2 separate regions of the Mus musculus genome follow, and region 1 is linked to region 2. The links are chromatin contacts, called in public Micro-C maps. All regions are on one chromosome and are shown on one strand. The core of a region is the stretch at or near the end of the contact, and the rest is flanking DNA. Distances in the headings are between cores, read along the strand shown. Region 1 has its middle 22 kb from the start of Olfml2b. Region 2 overlaps Nos1ap (nitric oxide synthase 1 (neuronal) adaptor protein).

Region 1 (6,980 bases), core at 1,278-3,777, 110 kb before region 2:
GGAAAAGTCTACCAAGATGAACTCTCAATTCTGAACATCTAAGCTCCAAATGCAAGGGCACCCACATTCATAAAAGAAATTTACTAGAGCTTAAAGCACACATTGCATCCCATACAATAATAGTGAGAGACTTCTACCCCCACTCTCAGCAATGGACAGAGCATGGAAACAGAAACTAAACAGAGACACACAGTAAAACTAATGGAAGTTATGAACTAAATGGATCTAGCAGATATATATAGAAATTCCATTCTAAAGCAAAAGAATATACCTTCTTCTCAGCACCTCATGGTACCTTCTTCATGGTATTAAATTGACCATATAATCGGTCACAAAACAGGCCTTAACAGATACAAGAAGATTGAAATAATCCCATGCACCCTATCAGATCACCTTGGACTAAGGTAGTTCTTAAATACCAACAAAAACAGTGGAAAGCACACATACACATGGAAGCTTAACAACGCTCTTACTCAATGACAACTTGGTCAAGGAAGAAATAAAGAAATAAATTAAAGGCTTTTTAGAATTTAATGAAAACGAAGATACATCATACCAAAACTTATGGGACACAATGAAAGCAGTGGTAAGAGGAAAACTCATAGCTCTGAGTGCCTCCAAAAAGAAACTGGAGAGAGCATACACTAGCAGCTTGACAGCACATCTGAAAGCTCTAGAACAAAAAGAAGCAAATACACCCAAGAAGAGTAGAAGGCAGGAAATAATCAAACTCAGGGCTGAAATCAACCAAGTAGAAACAAAAAGAACTATACAAAGAATCTATAAAACCAGGAGCTGGTTCTTTGAGAAAATCAACAAGATAGATAAACCCTTAGCCAGACTAACCAGAGGGCTCAGAGACAGAAAATTAATTAAATCAAATTAATAAAATCAGAAATGAAAAAGAAATATATGTTAAAATAATTATTCTGTTTGTTGAATATTAACAGTTGAAAATATTGAAATCATGTTCTACAAACATCATGGAAATATTATTGATAATTTTTGTCACTGTGCTTGAAATTAGCATTTTCTTAATGTTTAACTTCAAAGAGTTTTTGCTATTTTGAAATTTTAAAATATACTTACTGATAAAATAATTTCTCTCCTAGAAACACTGATAATCTTTTTTAAGTAAACTGATTATTAGACAATGTACACAGGTATATAATGTGTTTTAAACACTCGCTCACTATGTCAGGTGGTATCATATAAGGGCTTTTGAATATATTTCTTAATGTTTCATTTTTAATATTTTATGCTCTTTTACTATGTTAAATTCCCAAGGAATATTTTGTATGTTTTGAAACAAATTAGATAATGTTTTCAACATTAGATATAGGATCCTCAGTTATGGAGAGTGTTAAATGTTCATTAATGATATTTTTAGGGTATGAAAGGATATGAATATAAAAGTTGAACAAATCTTTTATGTATTACTTGATTCTCAAAATACTCAATATTATTAATATGATTGATGTATAAAATGCATTTAAATAATAAAAAAATTTAGGAAAAAACAAAAACAAAACAACAAAAAAAGATTATAGAACTAAAGGCCTTGAACTAGATTTGTATGCAAACTCTGAGTAAATTACGGGACACTGGTTGATGTCATAATTGGCTGGTGGTGAGAGAGACAAGAAATGCTGCCCCTGAGGGAAACTGTCTTAATGGTCACCATAAAAAGCTAAATAAAACAGCCTCAAGCAGATTGAGCTGATATACAAAGAATTTAGCTACCCTGGAAAGGATAATTAAGGTGATGCAGTTCTTTCATGCAAGCACTTGGGAGGCAGAGTCAGGCAGATCTCTGTGAGTTCAAGGCCAGCCTGGTCTACATAGTGAGTTTCAGGCCAGTGGGGGCTACAAAGTAAGATCCTGTCTCAAAAACAAAGCAAAGTTTAGACTATTGCTAGAGGAAGCTATTGGCATACTCTCACAATGTAGTATTCTGAATGTTCCACATCTAACAAAAATATTACTAAACACAGAGAGGAGGGTGGAGGAAGAGGGAGGGGGAGAGAGAGAGAATATCTATGATTCATCATCAAAAGGAGCATTAGTCTGAGATGTGGTGGCCAAACCTCTAATCCCAGAACTTGGGAGTTTGAGGCCACCCTGAGCTACAGAATAAGACCTTGTCTCAAAAGTAAAAAACAAACAACGCAAAGCCAGTCAATAGAGATGAAATCAGGTAATCAGAAAAAAAAAAGTAGATAGTGTAGCATTTAACAATGAAGGAAACCTTAAAATTTTAGTGTAGGGGCTGGAATATGGCTGAATTGGCAGCACATGCTATGCTTAAAAAGGCTCTAGGTTCAATGCCCCAGTACTGAGGTGGGGAGTGAGAAGGGGCTGGACCACCAGGAAGGTCATTGCTTTGGTCTGAGCTTCTAAATGTGGCTCCAACATCCAGGGTAAAAGTGAAGATGTAACAGCTCACGTCACACTCAGCTGTATGTCTGAGCAACACAAGAAGTCAGGGTCAGAGCGATAACAACTCCATTTCCCAAACAGGGCAGTTGCCGTTGGCAAGATAAGAGAGTGTTTCTGACGCAAGCCATCTAACCAGGCAGCTATTTTTAGTGCATGCGTGCATGTGTGCATGTGTTGTCTGCCTGTCCTCTCTCTCTCTCTCTCTCTCTCTCTCTCTCTCTCTCTCTCTCTCTCTCTCTCTCTCCATTAATATACTTACCTCTGTTTTAAAAAATGAAAGTTATCTGACTCCAGAGGGGAAAAAATAAGGCCTTTAAATATATGTAATTTTGTTCTCTTACAGATGGAAACTTAGTAATTTTTTTTTTCATTTTTAAATGTTGTTCTTTAGGCTCTAGTGATATAATAATTCTACTTTTTTTCCTTCCCCTCAGGAGTCAGGTAACTTCCTTTTTTTTTTTATGAACAACATTTAAAAATGAAAAAGAAATAACTAAGCAACATTCTAGGTACTATAGACAAAATGGCGAATAAACTTAAAAATGCAGCAATAAAGACTGTCTAAAATCTCTGTCAGAGGAAGAACTTGGGGTTCAGGAAGGGCAACAAAATAACCAATGAATTTTCCCAAACACTGCGAGCCCCAGGATAATAGCCAGGAGCCAAGCATACCCTGAGCTGGAGCCACATGCTGTGGAGGAGAAGTATCTCAGATAACTGAAAATTCTCCATGTGGATGAAAACCATAAAACTAATGATCTGAGATGCTGAATGAAGTCCCAGCAGAGGAACACATACATATGCACACCAGACAAAAGAATGTGATAACTACATCAGAGAATAGTAAACAGAAAATCTTGAAAGTAACAACCAGAAAAAAGACACTGCAGCGATACAAAGTTGGGTTGTTTTTGTTTTTGTTTTTGAGATACTGTCTTATGTGTCCCAGGCTGGCCTTGAATTCTCTTTGTGGTTGAAGGTGATCATGAACTTCCAATCTACCTCCCAACTGCTAAACTAACAGGCATGAAACCCTTCTTGCTTTAAGGTTGAAAGATCCAAATTGCTGCTCATGGTGTCTCACACTTGTAATCCCAGCATTCAGGAGGTTGAGGCAGCAGGATTGCTATGAGCTTGAGCTTAGCCTGGGCTACATAGTGAGACTCTACGACAAAAAAATAAAATCATAAGAGCTGAAAGAAAAGGAAATTTTGCTGGCATTTGATTTCACCAGAATTTTTAATCTTAGTATTTTCATTCTGAAAATATCCCAAAGGTCATGTGTAAGATATTCTGAAGTGTGTAAGGCTTCTGTGGTTTTAGGGTTCACACTCACATTAGCACTTACAATTGTGAGAGTCCTGGTGATAAGCTAAATGATAGTGCTTGATTCTATGTTATCTTTTGTAATAGTGCTTTATCTGGGGATCCAGCCTAGGGGTTTGTAAGTGTTAGGCAAGCACTCTACTCACTGAAATATGTAGAGGAATTTAATCCAGCAACATGGCTCCTCTGGCAAGGAATTGCATCCAAAGACATTCTAGGTCTGTATGATCCATACAGACACATCACTCACCTTTAATTCCACATGCCCTTAATACTCACCTTTAATCCTAAAAAGTGTAGGTAAGGTTAGTTTGTAGAAGGAAGCAGCCATGTTCGAAAGTGACATATAATTGAAGGACAGACAAAGTGCTGAATCAGAGAGAGATTTGACAGAATGAATCAGAGATTGGATTCTTCCAACTCTCCCGAGAACAGGCAGGAAAGAGAGGCTACTTAAGAGCAGCACAGAGTTAGTCAGGGATTGAGGGAAGTCCGGTGAGTGCAGTTCAGTTGAGTTCAGTTCAGTGCAGTTTGGTACACTTTGGTTGAATGCACTGTGCAGTTCTGTTCAGTTCCTGCAGTCAGTGCAGACAGCACATTTCAGTTTGTGGAATCCAGAGGCAGTTTTTCCAAGCAGAGCAATTCAGGGGAAAGCTGAGAGAAGCCAGTCTGAATCAGTCAGCTTGGAGAGGAGTTCTGAGCCAGAACAGCTGAACTGAATCAGCCAGCCAGAGTTCAGAAAGAGCAAGAAAGGGTAAGTTTATTCAGCACTAAGCCTCTAAGATGACAGTTATATCTGGCCAATAAAAGTTACATTTACAGAGCTACATCCTCAGCCCCCAACCAAGTTGCCTCCAGCTTCTGATAATAAACAATACAAGCTAGGAGATGATATAATACATGACTTAAGGTATAAAAATCTGTATTCCAATCTAAAATTCTGTACTGGCAAGGACAAGAGTGAGAAAGACAGGGTCTCTTTGTCTCTCCCTCTCCCTCCCCCTCTCCCTCCCCCTCTCCCTCCCTCTCCCTCCCCCTCTCCCTCCCTCTCCCTCCCCCTCTCCCTCCCCCTTCCCCCTCTCCCTCTCCCTCTCCCTCTCCATCTCCCTCTCCCCCTCTCTCTCTCACAAACACGCACACACAAAGAGAGGGGGTGGGGAGCAATGACTAACATGTTTGAAGGTTTTGTGACAAGCTACCACAAGGTTCTGGAAGGAAGGCTGCCTTACCTCTCTGTTTGGCTTTCAAAGGAAAGCAGCAATCTGGTATGCCTTGGTTTGCATGAATGATAACTGTATCACTACAGCCTCTGCATCCACTGCCTGACATTCTCCTCTTGTTTTCTCTCACAGGAGGGGTCCTTAGTAATATCATTTTAACTATATTGACAAAGACTATTTCCAAATAAGCTAACATTCTGAGTTCCTCCTGCTGGGTATCAATTTGGGAGTGAGGACACCATCAGCCTCATGTATCTAAAAGAACAAAAATGGAAATGAAGGTGAACTATAAAAACTTCAAAGGAGTAGTCAATTATGAGGATTCAGACAATCTCTTTGAACATGAAGAACAATGGAGTTAGACATCATAGAGCTAAGCTGGCTGGGTTTGGGCATTTTCCTGAGAAGATAGCAGTTTGGTTACTCATGCATGCCTAATACTCATCTTTCATCTCTTATCCAAGTGGTTTGTCTTGTGGTAGATAACCCTGTCTGCTGCTCAGAGTTGTTTTGATGGGCTTCAGCTACTGTGGTTGGTTCCTTTTCCTTGCCAGATAGTTATAGGAACAGATAATGCACATCTGGCCAATGAAGCATAGTAGGAGAGCCTAAAATAAATAATACACACACTCAAAAAAACAAAAACAGCCCCCAAATAAAATCATTATGTGTGTGTGTGTGTGTGTGTGTGTGTGTGTATTTGAGCCAACCAATGCACATGTACAAATGCCATGGTGTGAAGGTGGAGATCAGAGGACAACTCTTGGGAGCTGGTTCTCTCCTTCCATCACGTGGGTTCTAGGGACTGAACTCAGATCTGGCTTGCCTTTGTCCGTTGAACTATCTTGTCCCCAGATATCTATAATTGTCTGTTAATTATCTTTCTCTTGGCCACAGGGTTATCCTACCCCTTATCAATTATACAGCTATTAATAAATGTCTTACCAAAACATCTTGCCTATAGGTGATCATGTAACCTATGACATATGTATCTGTGGAAAGTGAGATGTGTGCAAGGCTTGTATTGTGATAGTACTTATGTTGTCTTCATGAAAGATCCAAACTGCTGCTCATGGTGACTCACACTTGTAATCCCAGCATTCAGGAGGTTGAGGCAGCAGGATTGCTATGAGCTTGAGCTTAGCCTGGGCTACATAGTGAGAATCTGCCTACCACAAAAATAAAATCATAAGAACTGAAAGAAAAGGAAATTTTGTTGGCATTTGATCCTCATCAGAATTTTTAATCTTAGTATTTTCATTCTGAAAATATCCCAAAGGTCATGTGTAAGATATTCTGAAGTGTGTAAGGCGTCTGTGGTTTTAGGGTTCACACTCACATTAGCACTTACAATTGTGAGAGTCCTGATGATAAGCTAAATGATAGTGCTTGATTCCAGGTTATCTTTTGTAATAGTGCTTTATCTGTTTATTGGTTTATTTATTTGACACAGAGTCTTGCTCTATAGCCCAGGCTGGCCTCAGCCTTATAGCAATCCACCTGCCTCGACTTGACCCCCGGGATCACAGGTGCTCATTACCACACCAGGTGTAGTACTTGATTCTTCCTGCATTGGTGATCAAGTCAGATATGTCCTAACATCTAAATGACAATGGCCTACAGCTGTTGTGACTTTGCTGCCTTCTTTGAACAGTTCAAGGGCTAAGGTTTCCTTCTGCAATAATAACTTAGGCTGTAAACTCAATAATCTTTTCTTTAGCATAATACATCATTCATATGTTTAAAGGAACCTTCTAAAAATAATATTGATGCAAATGTGTGGATTACTGCCAAGTTTAGCATACCTGGGGATAATTCATTTCTTCCTCATCTTCCTCTATTTGAACTACTAGAGTTAACTCCCGTATACATTGTTGGACTATGCCGGTGTACAGTACCAAGCACAGGCTAAAGTCCTGAAATCTATAGCAGTGTATTTTTTTGATTATATTATATATTATTTGATTATATTACTGACCATATGTTTGTGTTCCA
Region 2 (7,042 bases), core at 4,379-6,878:
CCGAGGCCTTGGACTTCACATGGTTGCAGGAGGATCTGAGCCCCAGAAGGTTTGTGTTTCTGAGTCCAGCGGGTTCAGGGAAGAGCAGCACGGAACACGCAAAGGGATCCCAGAAACTCCCTCTGGGCTGGAGGGCCTTTGAAGTTGGGTAATCATGAATGGCGCCTTGCCATCTCTGGCTGCTCAGGTCACTGACCTATTATTGTTGACCTTGAATCCCCAGCAGAGTCCACTGGGGAGAATTACTAACCATAGAGAAACCTAGGGGCTTTGTTGCCTCAGCAAGGTTCAAGGTCCTTGGTCAATAAGCCCATGTATTTGGGTGGGTTCCCCAAGGGGCCGGACTATAGTGTACCCGTGGTTTACCAGCCAACTCATCTGCTGCTGGGAACTTCATTCTTCAGTGTGTCAACACATGCTCTTGGTCAATACTAGGGGAAATCCATTTGCTCCCAGTGCCATTTGTGAAATTCTTCTGACTGGAGCCAGTCCTTAGCTCCAAATTTTGGGAAAAACTTTCTTTTCCCGTAACCATAGGGGCTATCTTTCAAACATGACTGTCCTATTTCTGTTGAGTCAACCTTTGCTTAGGTACGTATCAAGCTGTTTAGAGCTAACTCCTTGGCTAACTCTTGGACAAGTAGGTGAGGTGATTTAGGGAAGCGAAGGGATATGGTTTGAAGGGTCTGTCAGGAAAGAAGGCCTGATGTTCAATTTGATCACCTGCCTGCACGGACTTAGATACCTGGGTTGTATTTAAATTCCTGAATAATACAGCCTCCCCCCCCCTTAGAACTAATTGTCTGAATTTATGCCCATTGGTAAGCAAAGACAGAGACTGGTACTAATCAGTTGAGAGTGAGGGCTTGATTCTTTTGTTTGCTTATTTTTGCATTATTGAATAGTCTTTAGCAAGGAAATACATGTTAAACATTAACCTTAATGCAATCTGGTTTAGTGGACAACTTCAAAGTATAATCAGGGCAGGTGTGGTGGTGCACACCTGTAATCCCGGACACTCAGGAGGCTGAGACAGGGGAACAGGTGATTTTGAGGTCAGTCTCAATTAGATGGTGAACCTGTCTCAAAAAGCAATAAAAAGTCCAATTGAGTACTTTTTTTATAAAGCTAATATTAGTCCATTCTTTCTCCAGTCAGGAACTTAACAAAATGTTGGTGGTCTACAATATGTCTAGAAATAACTCAATAAAATTCCAGTAATTAAAAAAGAGTAGCCAGATGTGGTGCTTCAGGCTGCACAGTCACAGCACTTGGGAGTCTGAGGCAGGAGGCGTGCTGTGAATTCAATTACCAGCCTGAGCTACAGAGTGAGTTCCAGGCCAGCCTGGGTTTAAGAGTGGGGGCTTGTAAAACTACAAACAAATCCAAAACAGAACAAACAAAACAAAACAAAACAAAAATCCCAGACAATAACACCAAAAGTGTCTATTTTTCTCTTAGTGCATTTATTTTTGGCAAACACTTTTATTATAAGAGTTTCTTTCCCTCTCCCTGTCCCCTCTCCCTCTCCCGGTCCCCTCCCCCCCCCCCCCCCCGTGTGTGTATAATTTATTTGCTCTTACAGATGAAGAAATTGAAAGGGGAAAAAGAAAACTGCTCTTACCATGTCCTATAGGCAGGGTCAGAACTCTACAAGGAGCCTTTCTGATTCAGACGTCTTCTTACCCAAACACAGGGCTTTGCTACATTAGGAGCAAGATGAAAATGGAAGCAGCCATTTCTGGTTAGCTGCCTACTTATTATTAAAATCTAGAAACAATTTCAAAAGCAGATGATAGCCCTTGGGATTGTAATTTCCTCCTCTGTAAAATGGGAAGAGAAACCATGTGGCCTCAAAGTTTTTGCACCCTTGACATTCTGTGACTAGGGACATTGCCTCCCCGCCATCTCATTTTCTCTTTGCTTCTTTTCTACAGTACGTGGGAAGCCTGGATGTGCCCAGACCCAACAGCAGGGTTGAGATCGTGGCTGCCATGCGCAGAATCCGGGTGAGTGGTCAGAGGTGGGGCTGTGTGCGGATCCATCCGTAACTCAAGTTTCCTTGCTGTGGGCCTGTTCGCCAGAGCCGAGAGAGGCAGAATGGATGGCTTTCCCATTCCAGCCCCAGAGCCCATATTCCTGTATCGTTGGGGAAACTATTGTGAACTAGGGCCAAAGGTTGCGGCTGAATAGCAGCATTCTCCCTCATCCGTGTCCTGCAGCGCTTCCAACTGAGACGCATGCGCTGAGGTTGGCTAGTAAAGGAGACTGGCAAATGTTGAGCAAAAGTTTAGCAAGCATCTAGTAATTGATCAAAACATTTTAAAAGGGTAATTTGTTGTGTTAAAAGGGTAATTTATTGTGGTACAGGATAGAGGATTTTACGACTGGATATGAGATTCCAACAAAATTTCCTTGGTCAGCTGTTTGAGGCTTCGGGATGGGTAAGCTTTGCGCACTCATTCCCCTTCCCCTCCCTGCGACCCTGGAAGAGTTTGGTATGTGTGGCAACCTACTGCCGTCTGACACTGGTCCCTGGAGCAGGGATCGTGAAGGAACTCGGTCGGGAGCTCTGAACCGGAACCGAACTGTGCATTTATGTGGAGGTGGGCTTGGGATTGCTCAGGTGTGTGGCTTCTTCTTGTGTCACGGAGGGAGTGTAACCACGTTTGCTGTTAGCTTTCTGCGTCCCTCATTGATACTTCCGGCCTTTGAGCCTTTTCGTCTTTACCACGTTGACTTTACTGAGACTGTTCTAGATAACAGTCCCTGGAAATAAGGAGATTTGAAGGACTTTCATGAGAGTAATTCCGCTGAGTAGTCACAGCATTAGAGGATCATGCCATGTCATTTTCTAGACTAGCGTGAAGCTCAAAGAAATATTGAGGAGTGCTGGAGGCCCAGGAGTGTGTGACCTGAGTCCGTTCTATCACTTCCTCTTGGTCTCAAGGAAAAGCTGCACATTTTACTCCCCGTTTGGCCGGCTGGGGCTCGGTACTTCTGGGCCGCTTTACTCTCCCTTTTGCCCTCCTGCATGGATAGAAGAAGCAGAGGCCTTGCGTTGTGCTCCCTGCTGTGATAGAAAGACTGGGACTGGAGCTACCCACACTCGGTGTCCACCAAAGTTCTCTGTTACTCACGTTTGACTGATGGGGCAGAGAATGGCTGTTGCTGATATTACCATCATCCTGAAAGCATTATCTTTACCAATAGTAATAGTTGCTTCCATGCTGGATGCTTTTTTTAGATGTTTTGATATTGAATAGGTTTTATTATTATTTATAGCTACTTTAGATGAGGTGAGGATATTGGCATTATATTTCATGGGTGAGACCTGGAACCTGAAGCAGTCTAAGTATTTCAGGTCAGGTTACTGTTGACCGGCAGCTTGCGGGGGGGGGGGGGGGGGGAGGGTGTCATACCCAGCTGTGCTGTGGCCCCTGGTGTCCTGTGGAGGGGTCGTTGGAATGCTGATTGTGATTCTTGACCTTAATTGGGTGGAACCAAAGGACTGAGACATGGCACCTTCCCAGAAAGGGGGAACTTAAAATGGGCAGAGGCATGGGAAAACATTATCTGGAAGCTGGGGCGGACCAGACAGGGTATGGCACCAGTTGGTCTTGGGATCTGCAGGAATCTGAGCCTGGAATGTGGCAGGCTCCTCTCCCCTCATTACCTGTGAGCTGTGCCAGCTTCTTCCTACAGCCCCCTCTGTGGAAGCTGCTTCCAGCACTTAATGAGCAGCTCATTACATTAGAGGGAGAAATTAATTGGTCAGAAAGTTGTTTGGGCTGGCTGTCCAGTGGCTTGTGTGGACTGGCTGCCATTAGTAGCAAGCGCTCTGATTGTGTGTCTTTTCCCCCCCCCCCCGCCCCCCATGCCCCACAATTCACTGCTAGGTCCAGGCTGCTATTTTCTTCTTTCTCTTTGCCTTTCAAAAGCTGTTTGGGCTGTAATTACAGCTGTCAAGAACTAGGGCATGGGATTTCTGTGTAAAGGACTACAGCTGACACTGTCCCTTTATGTTGAATGGTGCCAGGCTAATACTGGATAGGACACTGCAGATTTTGGTTGCTGGGTGCTCTGCTGGGCTTAGAAGCCCCAGACCCCAGGGCTTGGCCAGAGCAGTAGGTAGTCCTGAGAGCAGCTATTGATAAGGACCACAGAGGCTTACAGGTGAGATGTGAGTGTCTTGCCAAGGCCGGCCTGCCTGCCTGCCTTCCTTCCTTCCTTCCTTCCTTCCTTCCTTCCTTCCTTCCTTCCTTCCTTCCTTCTTTTCTTGCTTCCTGAGATAGAGTCTCACTATATAGCCTAGTCTAACCTTGAATTTGAGATCTCTTTGCCCTGTGCTGTGGTACAGGTGTGGGTCACCATGCCCATCATTGCTAACCTCTGTAGCTTTCATCTTCTGGTCCTCTCTGGAGAGCTGTGTTGTGGTGTGGCAGTAAAGATTCCTATGTTTCCTAAAGGATGCATGCAGGGAGTGAAGGGCTCTGCTCGACCCCGAACTCAGTGCTCTTAGTACTTGGGGCTCTGGTTGGAGGATGCATTCTTGCTCATCTCCAGCCCCATGCCCCAGTGTGGACTTGGTTAAATTTACACTCCATCTTCAGCTGGAATGCTTCCTCTGCCCTCCCTTCCTCTTCATTTGGTTTCCCACCTTCTCCACATATTCTTTTTTGAACTTATGATGTCCGTCTTAGATACTCTTTATTTTTCTCTTTTTAATCTGTTTCTAAGAAGTGGATTGTAACTGTGCATAGCATTAGGTTTTCCTTTTTAAAGGCAGACAGTTCAGTAGTTCCGTGTATCCTTACTGTTGCATCTAGGATCTCCAGTCTTTTTTTTTTCCCCTTTGTGTAAAACTGAAACTCTGTATCAATTAAATACAATCCCCTCTTCCTTGATTCCCTAGGAGTCTGTCTTCCTACCTTCTGTTTCTGTGATGATTGTGACCACGTTACAATGTCATGAGAATGGGATGATGCAGTATTTGTCCCCTTGTACTGACATGTCTTCCTAGTCCATCTGTGTTGTATAGTGGCAGTATTTCCCTCCTTTCTATTACTTGTGTTATTTTGTATGGACAGACCACATCTTTATGTATTCATCTACTGATGGTCACTTGTTTCTATCTTTTAGCTGTTGTGAATAGTTCCGTGAGAACATGGATGTGCAAATGTCTCTTTCAGAACTTTCTTTGATTTTTTTTCTTGTTTATATACTCAGAAAAGGGATTTCTGGATCGTAATGGTAGGTTAAATATTTGAGCTGGCATCTCATTAGGGTATCTAGTCTGGTCTTGAACTTGTGACCATAAATGATCCTCCTTGCCTCAGCTTCCTGAGTACCTGGGACCGTAGGCATGCCACTGTGCCTGGCAGTAGCTGGGTTCTTTGAGGAACTTCCAACACCCTTTTCATAGTGGTTTCATTTTGCATCCCACCAACAATGCACAGCAATACATACTCTGTACATCATTAGTAAAGTGAAAAGAAGCCAAGGAAGTGTGAGTGCAACTGGGAGATTAAACCCAATTTATGGGAGACAGGAAAGGCTTTGTACAGAGAGATAAGCCAGTGATGACAGGTGCCACAGCTGGATGGCTTCTAAGATATGGCTGTCACAGCTCTGAGAGGTCTGGTCCTGGAGGAAGGTACCACATCCTGTCACAAACATCTTTGAATCTTCAGTGTCTAATATGAGACCCAACTACCCCGTGTCCTTTGTTCCCAGATACCAACACCAGTCCCTGCTGCTTCACTGTAGTCTCCTTGGGAAGGGCATTCTGGATAGTCAAGAGGACTCTCAACAAGGAGTAATGAGAGTTGGGCTTGAGTCTTCCCCTTGACTTAATGTGTGACCTTGGCAAAGCAGCTGACGGCTGTTAATCTCAGCTTCCTCATTTATAAAAGACAGCATGCTACTTCTCATCCTGTCTCTCTAGTGCTGTTGTCAGATCTGGGATGGTGCGTGAAAAAATGCTTTATAAACCATAAAGGGCTATTTATATTCATTGCTATCATTTTTTTATACCTTTCCTCTGGGTTTCAGAGCATTTCATACATGCAGATAAATACCCTGAGACTTCTAGCTGCTTTGAACAGCCAGCTGCTGTATCTAGCTGCTTTTATCAGTTAGTCTCTTTAGTGAACACATTCCTTCCTTGGGGAAGCCATCTTGCATGGCTCATCTTGTCCTCTTATGCTCCTGCCACGACATCCCCATCACTGGTGGCATAAGAATGACTGTATTTCTAGTGTCCACCATGTGACCCCCACTTCCCATTGACCTCTTTGACTAGGGGTTGGGCACATTCTAGTCTACACTGCAAACTGCTTCCAAAATGGTGCAGAGTAGAATCAAGATTGCTACATAGCATGCTTTGATTTCTCTAGTGTGGCCGCACAGGAGGGGTAGGTAGTCAGTAGATTGGCAACCAGGAACTGGCCATGTCCACCTCCTCCTCCAGCAGCTACCATTTTTGCCAGTTTCCCTGAGAATTTTTCTTAAGGAAAACCAAAGGATGAGAAAATCTGAAAGGCCCTGGGTGTTTTTTCAGGAGGGCTTACATTGGATGCATTCTTGGTAGCTTATCATGGGCTGGTGGCTTTGTGGAGCTGATGACTGGAGCCATGGGTCCTGTCTGCATGCCCCTTTTCCCCATGGCAGAGGGCTTCTACTGTGGCCTTTTATCACCTTGGACCTTTCTCCTGAGTAGCTTGCCTTGGTCAACAGTGGACTCTTTTCTTATTATGTTTTCCTCTTTTTGTCGGAGTCTGCAAGTACCACCTCTGCTCTGTTAGCTTGGCCATGCCACTTCCCAGGATGTACGAACCAGGCACAATGCAACTGCTTAAAATAACTCTAACTTCTCATCCTATAGTTCTGGGGAATCAAGAGCCTGAAATGGGGAGCCACCAAGGCACTGTTAAGCCTGCTTTCTGCTTTTCTGCTGGAAGCCCTAGAGAACAGTCTGTTTCTTGCTCTTCTAGCATCCTTGTAAGTGGAACCAACCCAAGGTCCACTGAGCACATTCTAT

Evidence for each region. A called contact is a pair of places that touch in the nucleus more often than the background predicts.
Region 1: a Micro-C map of the G1E-ER4 cell line shows a contact between it and region 2. The contact joins two enhancer-like sites. A contact is called at or near these places in 12 of 484 Hi-C or Micro-C datasets (the G1E-ER4 cell line, the HL-1 cell line, the N1E-115 cell line and 3 more) and 1 of 115 datasets of contacts at active chromatin or transcription factors (embryonic stem cells).

Annotation. Positions count from the first base shown.
Region 1 is chr1:170,618,693-170,625,672 of GRCm38.p6, reverse strand. No RefSeq gene overlaps it. Among named protein-coding and RNA genes, the nearest start is that of Olfml2b, 22 kb to the left of the region's middle. Within about 2 kb of position 2,527, at least 45 of the 459 cell types and tissues checked have an H3K27ac peak or open chromatin away from gene starts, as enhancers often do. A contact at or near this core is called in the G1E-ER4 cell line, where this site is marked.
Region 2 is chr1:170,509,582-170,516,623 of GRCm38.p6, reverse strand. Nos1ap (nitric oxide synthase 1 (neuronal) adaptor protein) reads left to right here. Exons shown (of 10, transcript NM_001109985.2): 2 at 1,938-2,009. Among named protein-coding and RNA genes, the nearest start is that of Gm46171, 28 kb to the left of the region's middle. Within about 2 kb of position 5,628, at least 14 of the 459 cell types and tissues checked have an H3K27ac peak or open chromatin away from gene starts, as enhancers often do. A contact at or near this core is called in the G1E-ER4 cell line, where this site is marked.